Linked DNA regions of Mus musculus: region 1 is linked to region 2. Evidence: chromatin contacts called from public Hi-C data. All regions are on one chromosome and are shown on one strand. The core of a region is the stretch at or near the end of the contact, and the rest is flanking DNA. Distances in the headings are between cores, read along the strand shown.

Region 1 (5,802 bases), core at 1,464-3,963, 250 kb before region 2:
TTTTATTGGGTTTTTTCTTCTTACAAAGTGACAGATTCTAGCTTTCTATCTGATATCAACTTCTCAAATTCTAAGTGAATGAAATCAGAATAAAATTAGCATAAGAGGTAGTAATTCAGGTTAGGTGAGTAATGTTAGAAGTTGGTTTATTAAGACATGGCTTTGTATAAAAAAGAAAAGGGAATCTGAAAAAAAAAAACGTTTGAACCAGTTCATTTTTGTTTCTGTAACACTACATTCTTTGTAGTGTTTTTTCTTCTTCTTCGGTATTATATACCTTTTTTTTGATACATTCATAGTCGCAACCTGAAATTCTTGTTTCTAAAGTAAAAGGAAAATTTAAACTTTTCAAATTCAGACTGGAGATTTCTAGCTCCTTGCAATTATATGTTGATAGGTATCAATATTTTAGAAGTCAAAATACTAGCAAGTTTGTTTTTTTTTTTAACAGCATATTGTTTTTTAATGCCAAGTTGATGTCAAAAGGAAATACTGCCATTTTCTTCTTCACATGAGATGACTCTAGATCATGTTTTAGGTAGAAACAAACTAGCAACATGCAGTTTAAAGCTCTATGGTGTTCTCTTTAAGGAGAAAGTCTCAATTTTCCCATGTAAATAGTAGTTGATGAAGACTGGTAAAGGAAATGTCAAAGGTGAAAGAGAAAGTGAAGCTGGAAGAAAAGCAGGCAAAGAGGAAAGCAAGAGAGAAAACGTGACTTCTTTCCTCAGTAGTCTGTCCTTCCGGCCAGATCTAAGCAACAGGCTGAATTTTCAAGGCTTTTTTTTTTTTTTTTTTTTTTTTTTTTGGTGGGGTGAGGGGAGCTAGCACGGGAATCCCTCAAATCAACCCTCATGTGATTGTTCCTTTGTTTTTGGACATTGATATGTAAAAGTGTTTTTAGAAATCAGAATCTATTTCAATTATCTAAATCTTTCCCCACTACAATTCCAATTATATATATATATGTGTGTGTGTGTGTGTATATATATATATATATATATATGAATGAGTGAGTGAGACATAAACAGTAAAATAAAGATATAAATACAGCTTTGTCTAGGAAGTATCTAAATACTACAGAATCCACAGGCTGTGCAAGGGACAGGCATGTTTTGTAGTAAGACTGTTCTTTAACGGTGAAGATTTCTTATTTCTGTTACATAGCTTCTACACTTATTATTGTCAGCAGCCATATCCTTGGGCTAGAATGACTTTTAAGGGATAGATCCTGTTGCCAATGAAATAAGGAATAAAATTGTTTCACTTTGTGAAAAGAGAGTTCACTTTTGTAAAAAAACCAAATGCTGATTCGTTCATAGATGAGACGTTTGAACTCCAGGCGGCCTCAGAAAAGCGTTAACGGTGTCTATTTCGTGTGCATGTGTGTTGTAGATCACGAGCAGCCCTGTGGTCCCAGGCACAGGTCATTTTGCCTCAATGGGGGGATTTGTTATGTGATCCCTACTATCCCCAGCCCATTCTGTAGGTGAGTGCCGCGGCCTGGCCCGGGGGAGAGGGTGATTTCAGTTTCATCATTGGATTTGAAAAGAAGGTGGACCGTATAAGATGAAGGGGAGCGGGGATGTTCTGGTCTCTCGATGCAGGACAGTTAGCTTCTGGAAGAGAACAGAACAAGGCAGCAGAGAAAAGGCTCCATGTGGTGGTCATTTTCAAACCTGGTTTGGTAGTTACGAGCTTAGGCCGATTATGAAGAAGAACTCACTCGAGAGACCCTTCTGAATTTTAGAATTTTAGCAGTTCAGGGAAAATGATCTGGTCAACATTGTTAGAAAACATCATGAGAAATCGCTAGGATAGAAAGCTCAAACAAGACATTTTGCTTTAATTTAGAATGCTTAAATGCAAGCTATCCAAATAGTCTTTAACCTTCTCTTCCAATAGTTAGGAACTACTGTTGTAAGAGATTTAAAGGACATCATAGTTCATCCTCCAAATTCTAATTATTCAGTTCCAAGTTTAAGATTTTCCATTGTGACTTTTTCTTTAACCTATGGATATTATTTCTTGGTTTTAATCCCTTAATGTATAAATTAATTGCATCGTGGTCAGAATATTTGAACCATCGAGCTGTCTCTGCACCAAATAAGCTAAAAGACAGCACTAAGAATGCAGGATCAGGAGAGTCACTAAAATGGGAAGGGAGCCTGGCTGCCTGCAGCTTTTTTACTTGGCTAAATGTGTCTTTAGTACATTTTTGAAAAGTTACCCTCAATGAAAGTGAACAGGCAGTTTGCTGGTAAACACTAAATTTAAGAATGTGTCTAGTTCCTTCTGTTTCCAGTTTTGAACAGCAGTTGATGAATAGCCAACAGCACACTCTGAGCTTGTGATGGGTAGAGGGTAAGACTCTAGAGCTGGCCACCGAAGTGTGTAGCCATAAGTCAGGGGGGTTGGCCCTAACAACGAGTAAGCCATGTAACCAAGAGCTGTTCAACACCCTGGAGAAGAGGGGTCAGAGCTGGGTGAGGTGGGAGGACAGGGGAGACTGAGGGTCTAAAGGTTCAGGGGGTTTCAATGACAGACATTTTAAATCATGTATTGTTTTATTAAAAAATAATTTCCTTTCAATGACCTTAGGACCTCTATAGTTGTTATTATTATAGACTGAAATAGCAATATCTGAGGGTGATAAATTCATGTTCCATCCCGTCCATACTATTCCCTGTATTCCCAATCATCTTGTCATGGATAAACCCAGACTCATTTCTGACTGGTTTTTCTGGTTCAGCCAGTTGTCACTTTGGATTTCTTCTTTGCTCTATCTCTTTAATCTCTCCAGTCCTTTCTGTTTTTTACTGTCAGACCTTCCTGGCCCCAGGTTTGTCTAACAGAAATAATTCCCAAACTAACTCCTGGAGCCCCTTTTGCATCTCTGTACCTGCGAAATCAAGAAAACTTCAACAACAGAATCTACAGTTGCACACTGACTCTCTATGAAGTAAAACCTTACTGTTTTGCTTAGCTTTTAGGGCTTTTTTTACAGTTTGGAACCAAGCCTACTTTCGTGGCCTTTGCCTCAAGCTCGGTCAGTGCTTGATCTAGAAGCAACTGATTGCATTAGATACACTTTACATTACGCTGATTACCTAATATTTACAACTGTTCTGTCTCTTCTCTGTATGTAGCCACATTCAAAACCTACTAATATTTCAAGGCTACGTTCTCCCCGATCCTTAACCCCACCACAGACCAGAGCTGAGTTCTCCCTGTGCACTTCTACAGAAATGCGGGAAAGTTATTGCTTTATATGTTTGGTCATTTATATACTCTATACTATTTATTAAAATATAAATAGCCCCTAGTCTATCTCACTACCTGTAGACTGAATGATCCATCGTCCATGGTGAAGTTTTAGAAATAATTTTAAGTCTGAATCAGTGATCACTATTCTTTAGGGAAACAGGTAAGTGAATTATTTAAAAAAAAAAAATTGAAATGCTACAGTGGCCATGTCTAAATACACTTCGCAGCTCTGACATGATCTCCCCATGCATACCGTAAGTGGCACTTTCTCCTCTTGTCTGTACATCTTTCTGTGTTGAACTTTCTCAGAACCTACTCTGGCTTTCTTTATGGAATTTAACTTGCTAGACTTTTAAATAAATGATCTTAAGCTAACATTTTGATTGAACAGCTGATGTTAATTCCTCAGTACCACTTGGGCATGGCAGCTCAGTACTCAGAGCTGAAGGCAGTAGGATCGCTGCAGGTTCATGTCCCGCCTGGGAGATGATGGCAGACTCTGTCCTTGGTGTTTATTAAAACTGGCCTCGAAGCCTGGTTCATGGGCAGAATTTGAAGTGGTCAGCCTGTACTAGAGGAGAGTGTGAATTCTTAGTGATGGGTCCAGGGCTGTACATGTCCATTAGACCAAGCTTCTTGCTTCTCTAAAATCCTTCCTGTGTTTTTATCTGTTTGACTTCTCAATAAAGAGCTATGCCAAAAGTTCCTTCTGTAATTTTGAATCTTCAATGTGGTTTCTGCTCATTTTTACTTAAAATATTTTGAAATAATATTACTAAGTCCATATAAATGTATAATGGATTATTTTCTGGTAAATGTCCCTTTCATCATTGTATGATATTGACCTTCTTTGTCCCTAATAATGCTTTCTGTCTTTGCACATATAGTTCATTGACATTAGGGTGGGTAAACTAGTTGTCCTTTATTGAGTATTTGAATAGGAGATTTTTTTTTCTCTTCAACTTATTTTAAATGTAAGCTTAATTTTAAAAGCTTATTAAGAGTAAGCTTTTTTTAAAAAAAAATTCAGTCTGAAATGTTTTTCTTTTAATAAGAGTTAATCAAATTTTGTTTTTTTGGTTATATTACTAAAATTTTAGATTGGTTTGTAACCATCTTCCCTTGTGGTCTCTTGCTTTAAAGATTCCTTTGGGGTTTTTTCAATATGTTTTGGGTTTTTTGGATTTTTGTTTTTTTGTTTTTTTGTTTTTTCATTTTCTTTTGTAGCAAGATCTCACACTGGCCCAGGCTGGCCTGGAACTGCACTTATGTAACCCAGGCTGGCCTAGAACTCCTCTTACATAACCCAGGCTGGCTGGGATCCAGGCATGTGCTAGTACCATGCCTAGCTGCCTACTTGCCTTTAGTTCCAGGACCTTGAACTACGTACATCTAATTAGACTGTATAACACGTGTGCTAAGCCTGACTCCATGCTGCTTCTCCTGCCAAAGATGCTGTACTCCTCTGTGTGTGGAGTACATAGATTTCCACGCCCCATGAAGCCTTCTGGGTTCTTTCTAAGCACCTGTCGCCCCAGAGTCACACTAGCATGATTTATTAAGCCACAATTAGGTACTTTGTCTTTGTCATTCTAAGAATTCATTGCCAGACCCTTATCATGAAGCTTCCCCCTTGTTTTCTTCTGAAATGTTTATATCTGTGTTTAGGCCTTTGATCTATTTTATGTTAATCGTTGTGTTTGGTATGAGATAAGGTTTATTGGTTGATTGGTTGGTTGGTTGGTTGGTTGGTTTAATGTACCTGTGCAGGTTTTCTAGCATCATGTGGTGAAAACTGTCTTTTCTTCATTGAATTGTCTTGATGTCTTGTCCCAATATGTGAAGAGTTATGTCTGAGCTCTGTAATTCTGCTTCATTTGGTTGATAGTCTGCATATATATATGTGTGTGTGTGTGTGTGTGTGTGTGTGTGTGTGTTTCATTTTTTAAATGTGTATAAATGTCTTTCTTGTATCTGAGTGTTTTAGTTAGGGTTTCCATTGCTGTGAAGAGATACCATAAAGAACAACATTTAATTGGAACTGGCTTACTGGCTCAGAGGTTCAGTCTATTATAATCAAGGTGGGAGCATGGCAGCATCCAGGCAGGCGTGGGGCGAGATGAAAGTTCTACATCTTCATCCAAAGGCAGACAGGAGAAGTCTGACTCCCACGTGGTTAAGAGGAGGCTTTCATTGCCCAACCCCACAGTAACACACTTCTTCCAACAAGGCCATAACTCCAAATAGTGCCACTCCCAGGGCCAAGCATATTCAAACCACCACTGTATGTGTGTATATGTGTGCACCATGTGTTCCTAGTGCCCCAGAAGATCAAAAGAAGTATAATATCCCCTAGAACTGTAGTTATAGATGGTCTCAAGCCACCATGTGAATGCTGAGACTAGAACCTAGGTCCTCTGTAAGAGCAACCAGTGCTCCAAACCACTGAGCCATCTCTCCAGTCCCCTGCACTTACATTTTTATCACATTTTAATTGTTTAACATTTATTTATATGGGAGGGAGTGTGCATGCCA
Region 2 (5,616 bases), core at 175-2,674:
ATTCCTCTCAAGCCTCCAACTCAGAATTTTAACCAGATCTCAGGGACCTCCTAGGCCCATTGCAGTCAGAAGCACAGCTCTGTTGTATTTGATCATATTATTCTTTCTTTCATTCTCTTCTCCACTTCTCTCCCTCATCTCTTTGTGGCTTAAACTGGGCTTGAACTCACTACATACCTGAAGGTGGCCTTGAACTTAAAAAAAAAAAAAGTATCAATTCTTTACTCTTAGAACTGGCCTCATCGTCCACACCATGGCCACTCTGAGCTGCCCTGCGCATCGTATTCCTTCTTGTGTGTATCACCATTCCTACTGAATCATGACTTCTCACCTGTTTTTGTTGTCCTTCACCACTTCAGTCAAAACACTCAGAAATGCTATTGGATCTTCTCTTTTCTTGAGATAGTGTTTCATGGAGCCCAGGAACTCACTATGTAGTTGAGGATGTCCTTAAATTTCTCTTCCTACCTGTGCTGCCCCAGGGCAGGGATTTCAGGCACATGCTACCACCTAGCTTTTATTCTGGTGCTGGGGATCAAACCTACGGTTTTGTACAAGTTAGGCGAAAGCCCTATCACTAAGCTGCATCCCCAGGACTATACCTTGGATTTCTGTCTTCCAGCCTCCACCTTCCAAGGGTTAGAATGACATCCTCGACTGAGGCGGGATTTCTGGGGGAAGCTTTAGGAACCACTTCTTAAACTCCTGTGGGTCTCTGTGCACATCCAGGTTGAGAAGGTCTCCTGCACCCCTGCATGAACTAGCCTTCATCCTAAGCTTGGAACTTGCAGGGCTTCCCCAAGAGGGAAGGAGCCAGGTAGAACTCAGTGGGATTGTAATCACCTGTGTTCCTGCCAAGCCAAATTTACATCAGGTGCTCTGGCAGGAGTGGACAAACAACTCTGACTCCTCCAGGGATCCTGGGAAAAGTCCTTATTCCACAATGGGAAGCAGAGGCCCAGAGATATCGTCTGACTTGTCTGGGGTCACACAGCTGGCACACAGCTGCAATCCTTTGAACCCTAAGGCCCCTCTAAGGATCTTGCCCCATACTGTGCATATGACGATGATTGGCAAGCTGACTTTCTCACATGTGGTTAGAGAAGTCTGCCTCCCCTCTCCTGGCATGCTCACTCCTAAGCCATCCCTGGAGCTGTTTGTCATCTACAACACTTTTGCTCTCCATGGTGACTAACTGGTCACTGTAGATAGCTCAAAAACATAAAAAGATGGAAATATGCCTGAAATTAAGGCTGTCAAAATGAATCCCCCAACCCTAATATCACTGTGTGGAGAGTCCTGCAGTGCCTTCTGGATCTTAGGAACAGGAACAATCGGTATTTGAGGGAGTGGAGGCTGGTCTGACAGGATTATCCTGAAGTGTGACACACTCCATTGATGGGGCCCTGGAAAATTGGGTCACTGACGTCAGCTTGCCCACTGATGCCTGCGTTTCTAACTCTTGAGTCTTTTCAGAGCCTTCCCAGCTAGGGGGTGGGGAAGAGAGGCTGAGATGCTGGGTATATGGACACTCTGTGGTACCCCTGAAGGCCAGCCAGGTTTCTGCTAGGACTACATCCTGGGATTGGGTCTGAGAAGGCGAAGCCTATGTAAAGCAACAGAGTTGAAATGCTAGAGAGCCAGATGATGAGGCCAGAGGAGGTAAAGTCTTCATTATAGAAAACAGCTATTTCTACAGTCCACTGCTGTTTATATATTTCACTGCTGTAAATAGCATGGAACGCTTTAAACTGTGGGGTTTCCAAATGTTATGCAAGCCCTCCTGTCAAGCAGGTGGGCCCTTCATCTCCCTCTCTGCAGAGCTATCTCAGGCAGAGGATTTAGGGTTAAAAATCAGAGGAAGGAACTTGTGATTCCCTAAGCTTCACCCATAACCAGATTTGGCTTTAAAATCACTGTGTGTGTGATATATTTGGGTCTCTGTTTCTGCATCCATGGATTCAGTCGACTGTGGGGATAATAATGGGTGGAAAAGGTGTCTTCACTAAGGTGTACTTCCCTCCAGGTCATTAGTCCCCCAAATACAAACCAACGACAACTCGTATAGCACTTCCACTGTGTTAGGAACTCACCAGGTCTATAGACACTGTAACTACAGGGGAGGGTTTCATGATGTCTTATGTCTTAATTGCTAAGATGAACTCCATGACCAAAACCAACTTGGTATAGAAAATTTAGCTTACATATCCTGAGTCATAGCTCATCAAGGGGAGCCAAGGTCCGAACTCGAGGCAGGAACTGAAGCAGAAGCCATGGAGAAACACCGTTCACCTGCTTGCTCCTCATGGGTGGCTCAGCCTGCTTTCTTATACAACCCAGGACCACCTGACCAGGAGTAGCAACACCCACAGTGGGCTGGGTCCTCCACATCAATCATTAACCACAAGAACACCCTACAAACTTGCTGACGTTCCCTCTTCCCAGAGGACCCTAATATGTCAAGATGACCAAAACCTAACTAGCATATATGAGTTAGATGCAAATATTGCACTCTTTCTGTGGGCTTTTGAGCAGCATCAGGGTTGAGAGGTCCTAGGGGATCCAGAGGAGACTGAGGGACGTCTGTATAGCCCAAGTCCCCATGGCTTTGCTACTCCCTCCCCCAAGCCCAGTCAGGTCCGGTGAGGTTGGAGAACATCATGAGGAGCCCGGCAGAGGTCAGCCTGGGATTCAGAACCTGCCACAGCAATGCCTAGTTCTGCCCCGTGCTGCCTGTGTGATGGTGCTCAGCTGTGAGGCTGTGACTCAGAGGGAGGAGCTACCCTGTGCTTGGCACCTGTAACCAGCCTCTGTTTGTCTGCAGGTCATCGAGGACTGGAAATTCGTCGCAATGGTCGTCGACCGCCTGTTCCTGTGGGTGTTCGTGATTGTGTGTATTCTGGGCACCATGGGGCTCTTCCTGCCACCCCTCTTCCAGATCCACGCACCCTCCAAGGGCCTCTAGGCTACCCAGCGTGTTATGGGGCCCTGGGTTGTAGTGGGATGATATGAGCAGCCTAGTGGGCAGTTTACTGCTTCATCTGGGTTGTAGCTAATGAGACCCTAAGTAAAGCTAAGACTATTGGCAGTCAGCCTATCAATCTAGCCACGAGAAGGACAGAGATAGGTGGCTTGCACTGATCGCTCTGAATATCTTCGAGTAAGTCCCTTGAAGGAGGGGGATTAGGTGGCTGAAGTCCATTCTGGCCTCCTTCCTTCCATGTGCCAGGCACTGGAGTCAGACAGCTGTGTATCATCCCATCACACCCCAGCCCACCTTCCCATCCATCTCCCTCCAATCCAGGCTACCCACTAGATTCCCTGGCCGTCTTTCATTTCCTCTCACACTTCCAGATTCTTCCAGGTTAGAACCTTCAAATCTGCTGTAGCTACCGCCCAAACCTCAGACTCTCAATTCCCAAGCTTTTTACATGTCTGCACTAGGCAGAGATCTACTCCCATGATCCTCTGTTCCAATATGTCACTTCCTGTACAAGCCTTCCCTAGCCATGCATTCCAAAGCAGCGTCTCCCATAACCACATTAAACCTCCAGCTTTCTTGAGTGTCCTCCATTGGCAGCTGCAGTCCTTAGTTGGTGGCACACTAGTCACCAGCACCTTGCCCATTAAAGTCTATGCTCAACAAGGGTCGGAGTGTGTGAATTCACATTCACACTCCAGAGCCTGGGACAGAGCTCTGCACACAGAAGGTGCAAAATAAATGTTTGTTGAATGAATGGCTCCTGCTCTCCTTCAAACACACACACACACACACACACACACACACACACACACACACACCCTCTGAGTAGCTGTCCTTGCTCCCTTCCTGCTTTCTGCCTTTACACCATGGTTGGTTCAGGCCTGTCTCTTTCTCACACTGATCTGTTTCTCTCACGGTGCCTGCCCCACTGTTGGCACTCAAGATACTTCTGGAATTAAGGAGTGTTAGTGGCTTTTTTAAAAAAATAAATGTTGAGCCAGGTGTGGTGGTTCACGCCTTTAGTCCCAGCACTTGGGAGGCAGAGGTAGGCGGATCTCTGAGTTCGAGGCCAGCCTGGTCTACAGAGTGAGTTCCAGGACAGCCAGGGCTACACAGAGAAACCCTGTCTCATAAAAACAAACAAACAAACAAAACAATACAAAAAAAATGTTGCTGTTTTCCTTTTACCCAGCTAGCTCCCAAATAATTTTGACTGGACTATTGTATTTATTTAAGAAGCTTTAAAGGCACAACAACGAGCAGCATTATCTATTTTAATCCTCTAAACTGATCTGGCTACCTCCCAGTCAAAACCCCAGTGATACTTGCATTTTAGTACTGATCTGGCTCTCTGGGCTCCAGGTGTTTTCTTATGGCATCTCCTGGACTCTCTACCCAAAGAGAATCCCCACTCTCCTCCTGCCCCCTTCCCTGGATGGGAGGAAGTCCAGACCTAGTCTCTCCCCTGCTTAGCCATTGACCAATCAGGGAATAATTGGGGAGCAATGTTTACATAACATTGAGACTGGAAATTCTCAGAATAAGAATTACAATCAAATGTGGGGGCACAGAAATCAGCGTTTGAATAATATAAAGGTAATCTTTACACAGGGTATTATTTCATGCCTACAAGGGGAAGATTTTAAAAATTTATTATTTTATGTGTATGGATGTTTTGCCTTCATGTATGTGTGTGTACCACGTACATGCTAGTACCCCCCCCCCCAGAGGCCAGGAAAGGGCACTAGATCCCCTGGAACTGGAGTTACAGACTTGAGCCACCACGTATGTGGTGGGAATCAAACCTGAGTCTTCTGGAAGAACAGCCAATGCTCTTCTTGACTGCTGAGTCTCCAGCCCCTGAGGGAGAATATTTTAAAGTGTTTTGTTTTTAGAATTAACCTACAATAAAGTTGACTTCTTTAAAGTTTAACATTTGTATAACCATCATTGACACTAGGACAAAAGAAAGATGTCACTCAAACTTGGCTACTCTGCATAGACCCAACCCCTGCACACTTAGCCCTGGCCACCCTTACCTTTTCTTCACTGCTGTAGCTCAGTATCTTCAAGCCTGCTGCTTAAACGGAATCCTTCAGGGTGTAACCATTAGATACTGTAGATACTGGCTTCTTTATGCTGGGTCTTTTTTTTTTAAAGATTTATTTATTATATGTAAGTACATTGTAGCTGTCTTCAGACACTCCAGAAGATGGAGTCAGATCTCGTTACAGATGGTTGTGAGCCACTGTGTGGTTGCTGGGATTTGAACTCCGGACCTTTGGAAGAGCAGTCGGGTGCTCTTACCCACTGAGCCATCTCACCAGCCCATATGCTGGGTCTTTAAAAACAACTTCATTGGGTCAGCAAGATGACTCAGTGAGCGAAGGCACTTGCCTCTCAAGCCTGGAGGCCCGAATCTCATCCCTAGAATCCTTATAAAGACTCTAAGAGAGAATCAACTTCACAAAGCTGTCCTAGGGCTTCTATGTGTGTGCATGTACACATACTTCCTCTCAGGCTTCCATGTGTGTGCACGCCCCCCCCCACACACAATAAACAAAACTCTTTTTAAAATGATCACTTTTATTGAAGTATAAATTCACTCATTGTGCACTGGACAATACCATGAA

What was found. Hi-C and Micro-C count contacts between places; a contact is called where the count stands out from the background.
Region 1: a contact with region 2 is called in a Hi-C map of epidermal suprabasal cells, with 2.7 times the contacts expected there. The contact joins two enhancer-like sites. A contact is called at or near these places in 15 of 39 promoter capture datasets (the C10 cell line, the HPC-7 cell line, cranial neural crest and 9 more), 2 of 15 datasets of contacts at CTCF or cohesin (the NIH/3T3 cell line and large pre-B cells), 1 of 484 Hi-C or Micro-C datasets (epidermal suprabasal cells), 1 of 115 datasets of contacts at active chromatin or transcription factors (embryonic stem cells) and 3 of 9 other capture datasets (adipose tissue, liver and macrophages).

The regions. Positions count from the first base shown.
Region 1 is chr9:55,276,577-55,282,378 of GRCm38.p6, reverse strand. Nrg4 (neuregulin 4) reads left to right here. Exons shown (of 8, transcript NM_032002.2): 3 at 1,396-1,489. Among named protein-coding and RNA genes, the nearest start is that of Nrg4, 4.1 kb to the left of the region's middle. Within about 2 kb of position 2,713, at least 5 of the 459 cell types and tissues checked have an H3K27ac peak or open chromatin away from gene starts, as enhancers often do. A contact at or near this core is called in epidermal suprabasal cells, where this site is marked.
Region 2 is chr9:55,027,454-55,033,069 of GRCm38.p6, reverse strand. Chrnb4 (cholinergic receptor, nicotinic, beta polypeptide 4) reads left to right here. Exons shown (of 6, transcript NM_148944.4): 6 at 2,825-4,914. The coding sequence ends at 2,965. Among named protein-coding and RNA genes, the nearest start is that of Chrna3, 3.7 kb to the right of the region's middle. Within about 2 kb of position 1,424, at least 10 of the 459 cell types and tissues checked have an H3K27ac peak or open chromatin away from gene starts, as enhancers often do. A contact at or near this core is called in epidermal suprabasal cells, where this site is marked.